Linked DNA regions of Danio rerio: all the other regions are linked to region 1. A link is a contact called in public Hi-C data. All regions are on one chromosome and are shown on one strand. Each heading gives the region's core, a stretch centred on a gene start, on an enhancer-like site or on the middle of the called end of the contact. The rest is flanking DNA. Distances are from core to core; before and after follow the strand shown. Region 1 has its middle 31 kb from the start of csrnp2. Region 2 overlaps itga5 (integrin, alpha 5 (fibronectin receptor, alpha polypeptide)). Region 3 overlaps rapgef3 (Rap guanine nucleotide exchange factor (GEF) 3).

The links. Hi-C and Micro-C count contacts between places; a contact is called where the count stands out from the background.
Region 2: a Hi-C map of an unstated tissue shows a contact between it and region 1, with 8 times the contacts expected there. The contact joins two enhancer-like sites. A contact is called at or near these places in 9 of 18 Hi-C or Micro-C datasets (caudal fin, embryo, fibroblasts and 2 more) and 1 of 4 datasets of contacts at active chromatin or transcription factors (caudal fin).
Region 3: a contact with region 1 is called in a Hi-C map of an unstated tissue, with 2.6 times the contacts expected there. The contact joins two enhancer-like sites. A contact is called at or near these places in 2 of 18 Hi-C or Micro-C datasets (caudal fin and an unstated tissue).

What each region holds. Positions count from the first base shown.
Region 1 is chr23:36,580,516-36,584,292 of GRCz12tu, forward strand. No RefSeq gene overlaps it. Among named protein-coding and RNA genes, the nearest start is that of csrnp2, 31 kb to the right of the region's middle. Within about 2 kb of position 2,021, at least 4 of the 62 cell types and tissues checked have an H3K27ac peak or open chromatin away from gene starts, as enhancers often do.
Region 2 is chr23:36,407,997-36,411,643 of GRCz12tu, forward strand. itga5 (integrin, alpha 5 (fibronectin receptor, alpha polypeptide)) reads right to left here. Exons shown (of 30, transcript NM_001004288.2): 27 at 2,120-2,233; 28 at 1,353-1,454; 29 at 1,121-1,243. Among named protein-coding and RNA genes, the nearest start is that of rapgef3, 85 kb to the left of the region's middle. Within about 2 kb of position 1,770, at least 6 of the 62 cell types and tissues checked have an H3K27ac peak or open chromatin away from gene starts, as enhancers often do.
Region 3 is chr23:36,343,344-36,346,918 of GRCz12tu, forward strand. The region is part of intron 2 of rapgef3 (Rap guanine nucleotide exchange factor (GEF) 3); the gene reads left to right. All of the region lies in intron 7 of LOC137489139 (a long non-coding RNA gene), which reads right to left. Among named protein-coding and RNA genes, the nearest start is that of rapgef3, 21 kb to the left of the region's middle. Within about 2 kb of position 1,753, at least 3 of the 62 cell types and tissues checked have an H3K27ac peak or open chromatin away from gene starts, as enhancers often do.

The DNA.
Region 1 (3,777 bases), core at 771-3,270:
AGTTTTTCAAGTGCATTTGCTTTGTAAAACCCCAACAAAAGCATCAGTTAAAAGCATACAACAGTGGCAGAGTTAATCCTTTAAGGACAACATCACATTTTAGGCAGCATGCGGCAATGTTTTCCACAGTCAAAGTGTACAGGAACAGAACACAAGCACCCTTGGGACAAAGAGGCATTTGGTCACGGTACCCACCAAGCTGCTTCCTCTCACAGAGGGGATACAGGAAAATGACCAGTCATCAAAACAGATGCATTGTTATGTTTAACATCATCAACAGACACCAGTTTGATAGGGTTCATTCACTCATTCATTAACTTTCCTTCGCTTAGTCTCTGATTTATCAGGGGTCGCCACAGCGGAATGAATCGCAAATTATTCCAGCATATGTTTTATGCAGAGGATACCTTTACAACCCCAACACAGTACTAGGAAACATCCATACACTCTCGCATTCACACACACACACATTCACACACACACACACACTCATACACTACAGCCAATTTAGCTAACCCAATTCATCTATAGCCTATGTCTTTGGACTGTGGGGGAAACCGGAGCACCCGGAGGAAACCCACACCAACATGGGGAGAACATGCAAACTCCACACAGAAATGCTAACTGACCCATGCCGGGACTCGAACCAGTGACCTTGCTGTGAGGCGTCAGTGCTAACCACTTAGCCACCATGTCACCCATTTTCCTTGGTTTTCAACAGAAAAAAGAAACTATAAAGATTTATAACCACTTTAAGGTGAGTAAATACTGAGCCAATTTTAATTTTTCAGGTGAACTATCCCTTTAACGCCACCCTTGATCTACCCTTTCCTAAATTAAATGTTAAAAGTAAAAGTGCTTATTGTTCAACAAGCCATATAGAGCCTTAAATAAGCCTTGTCTTTTCCCAAATGCAATTCTTCACCAGGATGTCAGGACGTTTCCTCAGGCCATCCCTTCCTCTGTCATTCTCAATGACTCTATGGAACATTAGAGACGTTCATGTGCTTATTGAAAGGTCTGTATGGTTTCACAGCATGTCTGTGATGCTATCATCATCGCTCACTTTTTCAAACCAAAAACAATCTTGTGCGAGCATTAAAGTGATAAATGATTGAAAGTGAGAACACTAAGCTGAAAGACAGGCTGATTCAGGCATCTGGGGTGTGAATAAACTGAAGATGACTGCATATAATGAGGTGTCGGATGGCTTGGCAGGCCAGATATTTGCCATAATTAAATGCAATATTTTGTTGTTGTCGTTGTTGTTTTAAATTAAGAGAGCCCTTGAAAATTTTGATTTCATTGGATTTATTTTGTATGGTCTGAGTAAAATGTTAATATATTTTTTGTTCTAGTTTAAAGATAAAGAAAAAGGTTAGATCTTTTTTTGTGTGTGTGTATGTATTTTTAATCAGGGATTTCCATGGAATATTGATTTCTTAACTTAAAACATTGGTATTGTATTGTCTAAAAATGTTCTAAATGACAACTTTTATTTGAAAGTTGAAAGAAAATGTAGATTTACTAAATAAAACAAATTAGTTTTGATGCAAACACATAAATAATTGCCATGAATCTGTGTTTTCAGTATATTTCCAATAGCTGTATACTATATATACAGTTGAAGTCAGAATCAATAGCTCTCCTGATTATTTCTGTTTAACAGAGACATTTTTTAACACATTTCTAAACTTAATAGTTTTAATAACTAATTTCTAATAAACAATTTCTTTTCTTTTTGCAATGATGACAATTAATAATATAAATAGATATTTTTTTCAAGATAGCCTACTTGTATTCAGCAGTAATAGGTCTGCAGTTGATCTGCAAGTACATATTCCAGATCTACTGTGGGTTGTTTTTGGTTCAGTTGCAATGAACAAGGGCAAACAGTGAACAAGACAGAAAATGTCATCTCCTCATGCAGCACAAGGTTTATGTCTGAGGAAGACGGCAGGTTTTCCCTGGATGTGAGCCTGCTAACTAAACATCTGCCAGGATCAGGAGTGCTTCTGCTTCATTCATGGCCCTCTGTCGCCCTCTGGTGGAACGGATCACTTAAATGTTGATTTTACTTGCACTGTGTGTGAGGAATTAAAGGGATAGTTAGATAGTTAGACCTCCTTTCTTCTGTGGGACACAAAAGCAGATATTTTGTTAGTAGAAGAGTGTTAGAAACCGGTAACCTAAAGGAAAACTCATACTGGACGACAAAGATTACACATCTTCAGCATTATTCAAAACATTCAATTCAATTCATCTTTATCTCTACAGCACTTTTACAATGTAGATTGTGTCAAAGCAGCTTTACATAGAAGTTCTAGTAAATTGAAACTGTCAGTCCAGTTTTCAAAGTTCAAGTCCTTGTGCGGCAAAAAATTAGGTTTGCTGATGGTGCGCAGCTTTCGTGCCTAGAGAGGGGTTTGGGTCTTTAATAACCTACGACAGTTTGCGCTCATTGAACAGTAAGAATGATTCATAAATCCAAATGAAACAGTCCCTTAAAAGTCCCGTCTTGCTTTCAGTTTCGGGCTCTGGCGCGTTTTGCACTCACACACAAGCATACCACGCCAAAGCCCAAGTGAACCATGCTCAGGCACACCTCTTCCAACCGGGCCAGGGCCGGCCAAGTGAACCATGCCTGAGCCCGATTCAGAGCACTCACACTCCTCAAACGATCCAGAAAACGGGCCTGAGCATGGTTCGGATAGCATAGTGCGAGTAGGCCCTAAGGGTAAATAAATCATGACAGAATTGACAGTTTTTGGTAAAGTACATGTATTATACTAATTGGGACTAAGTTATTACACATGTAACAGTAATGAACATTGAGTACACCACTTGTTTACTTTTCAGTAAGCCTACTGCAATCATAAAACTGGTGAACAGATAGGCAGGCCTACAATATAAGAAATATTTGTAGCACACTTATTAGCTTGTGAAATTACACTTTGATGTAAATGCTAGTTTCTGTAGTATCCCAGGTAGCAAAGAATTCTGGCCCAGATTTGGCATAAAGCTGACACAGCAGGCATTCATCTGGCACTGGCATACTGCATGTGTGCCAATCATGGCCCGGGTTTTACAGAGGTGGCACCGTCTTTAAGGCGGCACATAAGATTTGGGCCAGATGTCAAATGTAGTATTTGGCCCAGATGTTAAAAATGTATATTTGGACCATGTAAGTTTGGCCTGTCTTGACCCACATTTAAAATACATTTAAATTATTTTGAGTAAAGAAAAAAATCTTCCAGTCGGGTGTGTCCATAAAGCAAAAGTGTGGTCATAAAGCGAAATCAGTCATTGCAGTCGTGACACACCAACTATTCTGGCCCAGTTCAGGTCCAGTTATGGGTTATTAACTTGGCTGAGACTTGGCCCAGATATGGTCCATATTTGGCCCTTGTATGGAAGCCAGACCTGGTAAAATCATGTACCGTAATTCAATGTGGCATGTGGGCCAAGCAAAAGCTGTTTGTGTGGGCCAGACCTGGTATTTGATATGTCGAATGTATTGGTCTAATGTTTTTTGTGTGTGATGTTAGCTTGTGCTCTCATTATTTAACTGTTTACATTATTAATTTATATACATTTCCCACTGTTTAAGTATCCCACAATTTATATATTATTTTTTATGTTTGAAATATAGTAAGCTGTATTTAAAATGGCTAAGTATTTAAAACGGAAGCTTTTCCATTCAAGCCGACTTCATAAACTTAAACTTCTCACACACAAGCTAAATATGCACAGAACTACAATTCTATGCTAATTTTA
Region 2 (3,647 bases), core at 520-3,019, 170 kb before region 1:
AGAGGATTAGCACACTGTCTGCTTAATATCTGCTATCCCTTTATTTTGATGATCATTAACATCTGTGAACTTATTATAGCCTAACTTGGTGTATTTATACTCTAATATTAGCAAAGTTACTTTTAATTAAAAGAATGTTAAATAATATACTATTTGTAGGTAGTTTTTTTATGTAACGAACAATAGTTCACTACAAAAGAGAACTAGTCTGACTACAATAGAAAAGTAGCAGATTATCAATTAGCAACATGCTAGTTCAGCTATTTGGGATAGGCTACCATTTTGATATCCCTACTACATGTTGACTGTATTGAATATGAAATTGTTTACAGTTATAAGTCTTTCTGATTAGGGAGAAAAAAACTGTAGCTTGAGATTAGATTTGGGATTGTCTCTATTTAAAGGCTCTATAAAATTAAAATAGTATCAATATTAATAGTTTTTCTATTATAGGTTATCTGTAAGCTTGTGCGCACTGAAATAGTAACAAAATTCAAGTTTATGAGATATAAAATTGATATACACATGTAAAGCTTGTAGTTTGTCACTAATGCTGAATGGATCAACAGTTTTATTTACGTCACCTCATACTTCAGTTTCCCCATCAAACCTTGACCAATCAAATGCTCTCTAGTATCTGACATGCCCCGCCCTCTACAAGAGGCTCCACATTTGATGCGCTTGTGCTCAACCTCACTCATTGGCAGAGTGGTGATAAAACAAAACACGATTGGCTGTATTTTTTTGTTTTTTTTTAAGGGAGGAGCTACTCTATATCCCTCAGTACACTTCACCCTCTCTTCATGTTTTGGTTGAGATTGCGATAAACAACGAATAAAAATATACATTTAAAAGCACTTCACGGGACCTTTTAAGTATAATATTTAGTTAAAATTCCTTACTATCTTGCTTAATAGCCAGGTTTGGAAAAAAAAATGGATAAGAATTGGTTTACAATTAGCAACAACCTACTCTAGAAAGAAAGGTATGATTTAGTTTTCTTAAAACAAGTACATGTGGTTACAAGGCTTTAAGATTAAAAAGAAAATGCTTAGTTACAACAAAGTCCAACAACCTGAATTCTTGACCACAGCTAGAAATGAAATCGGCAGATGCTGACCTTGTAGAGGACGTAGATGAGCAGCGCGAGCAGCAGAAGACCAGCTAGAATCGCCAGAATGATGATCCACAGAGGAACAGCGTACGAACTGTCCGGCTTATTCCACACCACAGGAGTCACCATCTGCAGTTCACACAAACATCAGCAGAGCATTTTTACAACTAAATACATTCTGTCTAATAATGAACATGAATTAGATTTGATAAAAATATATAAAATGACCGAAGTTTACCTTTTTAGAGCCACTAGGAGTCACCTTAGGCAAAATGGCATATGGCATCTTTTCCACTTTGTAACTAGCATGGCACTCCAGAATAAAGTTTTTATAAGTGTTCTGTAAATAAATCACGGAAAGCACAATTATATGTTATGAATAAGATCAACAATATCATAATTTATTAATGGCGTGTCTGCAGCAAAGGCATTATAGTGGCTAAAACATTGACGTTTAAAAGAAAAGGATACCAAACTAAATATAAAATTATAAATGATCTTAAGTACATCTAAAACAGTTACTGTAAACAACGCTGTTCAGCATTCATTTCATTCTCTACTAAATTTAATTTTTAATGTAACAGTCCTAGTCGCATCCAGATGGTGGCAGTATTGCTTCACTGGATCCCAACATTTTCTGACATTCCAATGCGCTGAGCTCTCAGGACTTCTCTTAATGTATTTTCAATGCACTGGCTTATAAACTTTGCATTGGCTGGAGCTGCATGTAAGGAGTCTCTCAAAAGAGCTCCTGTTTACACACCATCTGATTCTCTTCAACTTGAGTTAAACAGACACCACCAAATCTACATTACTACCTACAAAATATATCAGGAAATAACCACACTATACACTAAATTTTTAATCTGTTCAATCATTGAGGTGGACTTGGAGAGGGGTCTTATTTGAGATTTCAGAGTATAAAATTTGACTGTAAAAGCATCCATCATTTTGTTTTCAGTGCACTATTAGTAATCATTTCAAGAGACAACACTTTCTGCTCACCTCCATAAACGTTTCAGCCCAAATTCGTGAGCGAACATGAAGTATGGCACTCGTCCCTCGCTCCAACAGGCCAACATTACACATCAGAGTCCAACAGTCCACACTGGAGCAAGACTAAAACAACAGACAAGGAGATACAACGGAGTAACATCAATTTCAAAATTTGCTTTTGCTTATTTTATTTTTTCAGTCAAAAAGAAAGAGAAATATTTTAGGGTAAAGAAAACAAACAAAATCACAGATTTTTCCTGCATTTTTACCAAACATTCAAACTATTTTGGAATTTATAATGATTATAATGAAGTTTTCTATGTTATTGCTGCTTGTTTGTTATTTAAAATGAGCTAAAACACAATAATTCTTAATAACTTAATTGTTTTATGTTCAATCCACTTAAATTTGTAAAAACTATTAACTTAATCAATTTGTGTTGAGACAATATGAAGGTATTGTGTGGAGCCGAGTGTATTTCATCACACAGCATTTTTAGTTCCTGTCAGAAGCCACTGTAAACCCTTCATGAGAGCTGTTATTCAAATAAACAAATGCCACTGAAACGTAGCAACAGCATAAAAATTGCATTTCCAGGACTGAAATAAATAAATTCACCATAAAAGCATGCCTGGCTGTCATTTGCGACATGAGCTCTAATTAAAAAACCCAACTATAATTACCAATATGAGGATTCGTAGGGAAAGATGGACCATGAGACAGACATTAGCGTCACAAGCCATCGGCATTGACAAAGAGCCCAATGTTAGCGTATTGTACATCGACTGCTTTAAATTAGTGGCAATTCACTGGTAGAGTCACAGGACTGTAAAATCCTGACTACAGTCGCCTAAAGACAAATTCCGTCCCACCAACGCAATAACATTCAGCTCCCTGGATTTTACAGGCTGTACATTACCACATTCATCATCAGATCCCTGTGGCATGACACTAGTTACATTAGGAGGGGGGAAAACGATCACTGAACATGCAACTATATTTATTTAACAGTGAATGGATTTGCTCAACTTTTGAGGTCTGCAATAAGTTTTGTTTGAACCATGATCAAGCGGCTAATAATTACTTGCTAATACTAATAACATGTGTTCAGGACATCTGGAATGGCAAAGAAAGCGTTCTTGCAGGACTCCCAGAGTTATCAAGATTCTTTGGATTCATCTTCAATGCCTCCTCCTTTATTTTACCCCAGACATGCTCAATAATGTTCATGTTTGGTAACTGGGCTGGCCAATCCTGGAGCAGCTTGACCTTCTTTGCTTGAATTATGAGAAGGAGCACTATCCTGCTAAAGAATTTGCCCCTCCTGTGGTTTGTAATGTAATGGGAAGCACAAATGTCTTGATACCCCAGGCTGTTGATGTTGCCATCCACTCTGCAGATCTCTCGCACGCCCCCATACTGAACGTAACACCAAATCATGATTTTTCCTTCACCAAACTTGACTGATTTCTTTGAGAATTTTGGGTCCATGCGGGTTCCAATAGGTCTTCTGCAGTATTTTTAATGATTGTGATGC
Region 3 (3,575 bases), core at 503-3,002, 240 kb before region 1:
TACTGTAGTGTGGACTGCAGAAATATTGCAATATGTATCAGTATTTCCCCCACCCATCTATTATTACATCATCTTAGTTTGTATCCATCATCTACATATCTACATATTTTCATTTGTCGATCATATACATTTCTGTCTAAGCATCTATAGCCATCCATGCATCATCTATCTCTTCATTTGTCTATCATCCATCTATATTTATCTTCCTTATGTAACAATCTGTCTATCCTGAATTATTTTGATTGATCATATTTCATGATCAGGTGATCTCAGATACTTCCCAGCACCTCTGAGTCAATATCTCTGTGTATTTTCTGTACTGGAGCATGTGATCCAGACGGCTGCAGTTTCACTCTACACAGTTTACTCAGTCAACAGAGCCACAGGGTGGAGAGATCTCCACGCTGGCCAACCTTATACTAAGTTTAATCAAGCATGAGGATGCAGTGAACCTAACCACCTGAGAATCATCCAACCATTTTTACTGTCCATTTTTTCCACCGAAAGTAAACCAAGCAGGAAAAACGCTGAGAAAAAAACATCTGTTTTTTTAAACAACTTATACACGTACCTTAAAGGGACTATCTGCTTTATTTCAAGAGTTCACACTTAGCTGATGATTGATTACAAAGCGTATTTGGCAAGCTGTCCCAGCAAAGAGCCCTGAGCTCATAAGATCCTCGAGCCCAAAGTTCTATCTATCTATCTATCTATCTATCTATCTATCTATCTATCTATCTATCTATCTATCTATCTATCTATCTATCTATCTATCTATCTATCTATCTATCTATCTATCTATCTATCTATCTATCTATCTATCTATCTATCTATCTATCTATCTATCTATCTATCTATCTATCTATCTATCTATCTATCTATCTATCTATCTATCTATCTATCTATCTATCTATCTATCTATCTATCTATCTATCTATCTATCTATCTATCTATCTATCTATCTATCTATCTATCTATCTATCTATCTATCTATCTATCTATCTATCTATCTATCTATCTATCTATCTATCTATCTATCTATCTATCTATCTATCTATCTATCTATCTATCTATCTATCTATCTATCTATCTATCTATCTATCTATCTATCTATCTATATCTATCTATCTATCTATCTATCCTCTCATTCCAGCGTAATAATCAAGGGACTTTGCTGCCGTACCATGGCTGCGCAATGATATTACCCTGCTGTCACATAATTATCTAGCTGGGAACTGTTTTCAGGTGTTGCATGATATCATTGTGCCTGGTGCAGCTATGGCACAGCAGCAAAGTCCTTGATTATTACTCCAGAATGGTGTAACTAAAGAAGTCAAGCTTTTTTATTTATTTTTTATTTTTTTGAGTAAGTGAGTAAGATGCTAATAGTGTATTCCTATTTATCCTAAGCTAACCCAAAAGTACTCCTGGCAAACCTGAATATCAGCTGAATACATTCAAATATGGTAAAACTCAAAAGTTTGACTCTAAGGGACTTATTAAATGACCCTATTTCTTTAAGATCTTTATGAGAACTCATAAATCAGCTTTCAATGTTGGCAGTGTTGACTCAAAGCTGATGGGTTTTCTGTGGGCGTCTGCTGCTTTAGCTCCCTGGGTGGTGTGGCATAGTGTTGTGGTTATAGAAATAGTAAAAAGCTGTCATCATTTACTCACTCGCATGCTGCCTTAAACCTGGATGACTTCTGTGGAACAGCGAAGGAGATATTTTACTCACACTGGTGTCATTTAGCAGAATACTATAGAGGCTTTGAATGACATTAGAGTGACTAAATGATGACAGAAGTATCCTGAAGGGAGCAGGAAAGGGCGCTGAAGTATTATGTTAATAACCATGAGCCATTATGATTGTTCATGCAGGAGAAAAACTGTGAGATTAGTTTTCAGAAAACCAATAAAGATACATTATCAGGGAAAGGCCATAAATAGCAGGATATGCTTCTTAATGCCTGACAGCATTAGTCAGTTAATGTGGAGAAACACCTGCCATGGGAACAGAGTCTGATAATGCCTCATAAAAACTGAGTTATGAGGAGAAAGAGGTTGAATTTGGGCATTTTAAGCACTGAAGAGGTTTTTTTTTTTTTAATAAACAGGGTTATAAACAGTTATAGAGCAATGCTATAGCGTGTGTCCTTAGTGGATCAAGTTGGTTCACTTGGTCATCATGGTAACGCCCCCCTGGAGCTATTTTCTAGTCATGCAACTTTAGATCCTGTCTGTTTGAGTGGAGAAAGAATGAAATCTCCAAGGTGCCATTACAGTTTCAAATCACAGATAAAATCTAACAACAATGGAGTCATAAATTTGGCCGCATTAAAACAAAACAGGTAAGGCCAGCCCAGCCCAGCAATGTTATTGTTGTTTAAGTCTTTAAAGGTCCTCTAAAGTGCTTTGAAATGTGCATTTTTATTTAAAGTTTGACATAATCTCAACTGAAAAACAAAGAGGGCGGGATAAAGAGTAGCTCCTGCCCTTTAAAAAACAGCCATTACCATTTTGTTTTTCTCACAATTTTGCCAGTTGAAATCAAGCGCATCAAATGAAAAGCAAATGAGAAGCGTTTTGAAGGGGGCGGGGCTTGTCAGATACTAGAGTATTTGATTGGTCTAGATATGATGAAAATCAGGTAAAGTGTGAGGTGACGTGAAAAAAAAATGTTGATGCATTTAGGTGGAATTCATGTTTAAATTAGTTTTATATCTTCTAGATACAAATTTAGTCATTGTTTTGTACCACACTGGCTTATAAATATTATTGAAGACTAACATACTGATACTAACATCTACAAATGTTGTTTTAATTTCCCTGGATCTTTAAAATGTCTTTAGTTTTTTTTTTTTTTTTTTCAAAATATATTTATTGGGTTTTGTTTGAACTACAGAATGAAAAACATCAAATAAATAACATTAAATAAAAAGACTTAAATAAAAAAAAATATATATATATATACATATATATAAATATATATATATATATATATATATATATATATATATATATATATATATATATATATATATATATATATATATATATATAACATAAGTAAAAGAAAAACTTATTATGAAGTATTAAAATATCAGGAATCCAACAAATGGTTAAAAAGGTGAAAATAAACGTATAAATAAATGACATAAATTTGAATAATAACAATACATAATAAAAAACAATAAAAATGGGCAGCACGGAGGTGCAGTGGGTAGCACAATCACCTCAGAGCAAGAAGGTCGCTGGTTTGAGTCCTGACATCCCAGTGATGGGTTGCAGCTGAAAGGGCATTCATTGCATAAAACATATGCTGGATAAGTTGACAGTTCATTCCACTGTGGCGACCCCAGATTAATAAAGGGACCAAGCCGAAAAGAAAATGAATGAATGAATGAATGAATAATAACAATGTTCAATACATATTTTTGTGCCGTTAGTCTTTAGTTAATGCACGTTATGTAAGAAGACAGATTTGTCTACACTCAAAGTATGATACTGAAATCAATCAAAGATTTATGTTACTCGTTGCTTGTAAATTTAACAAACAATTACAAAAAGGCATG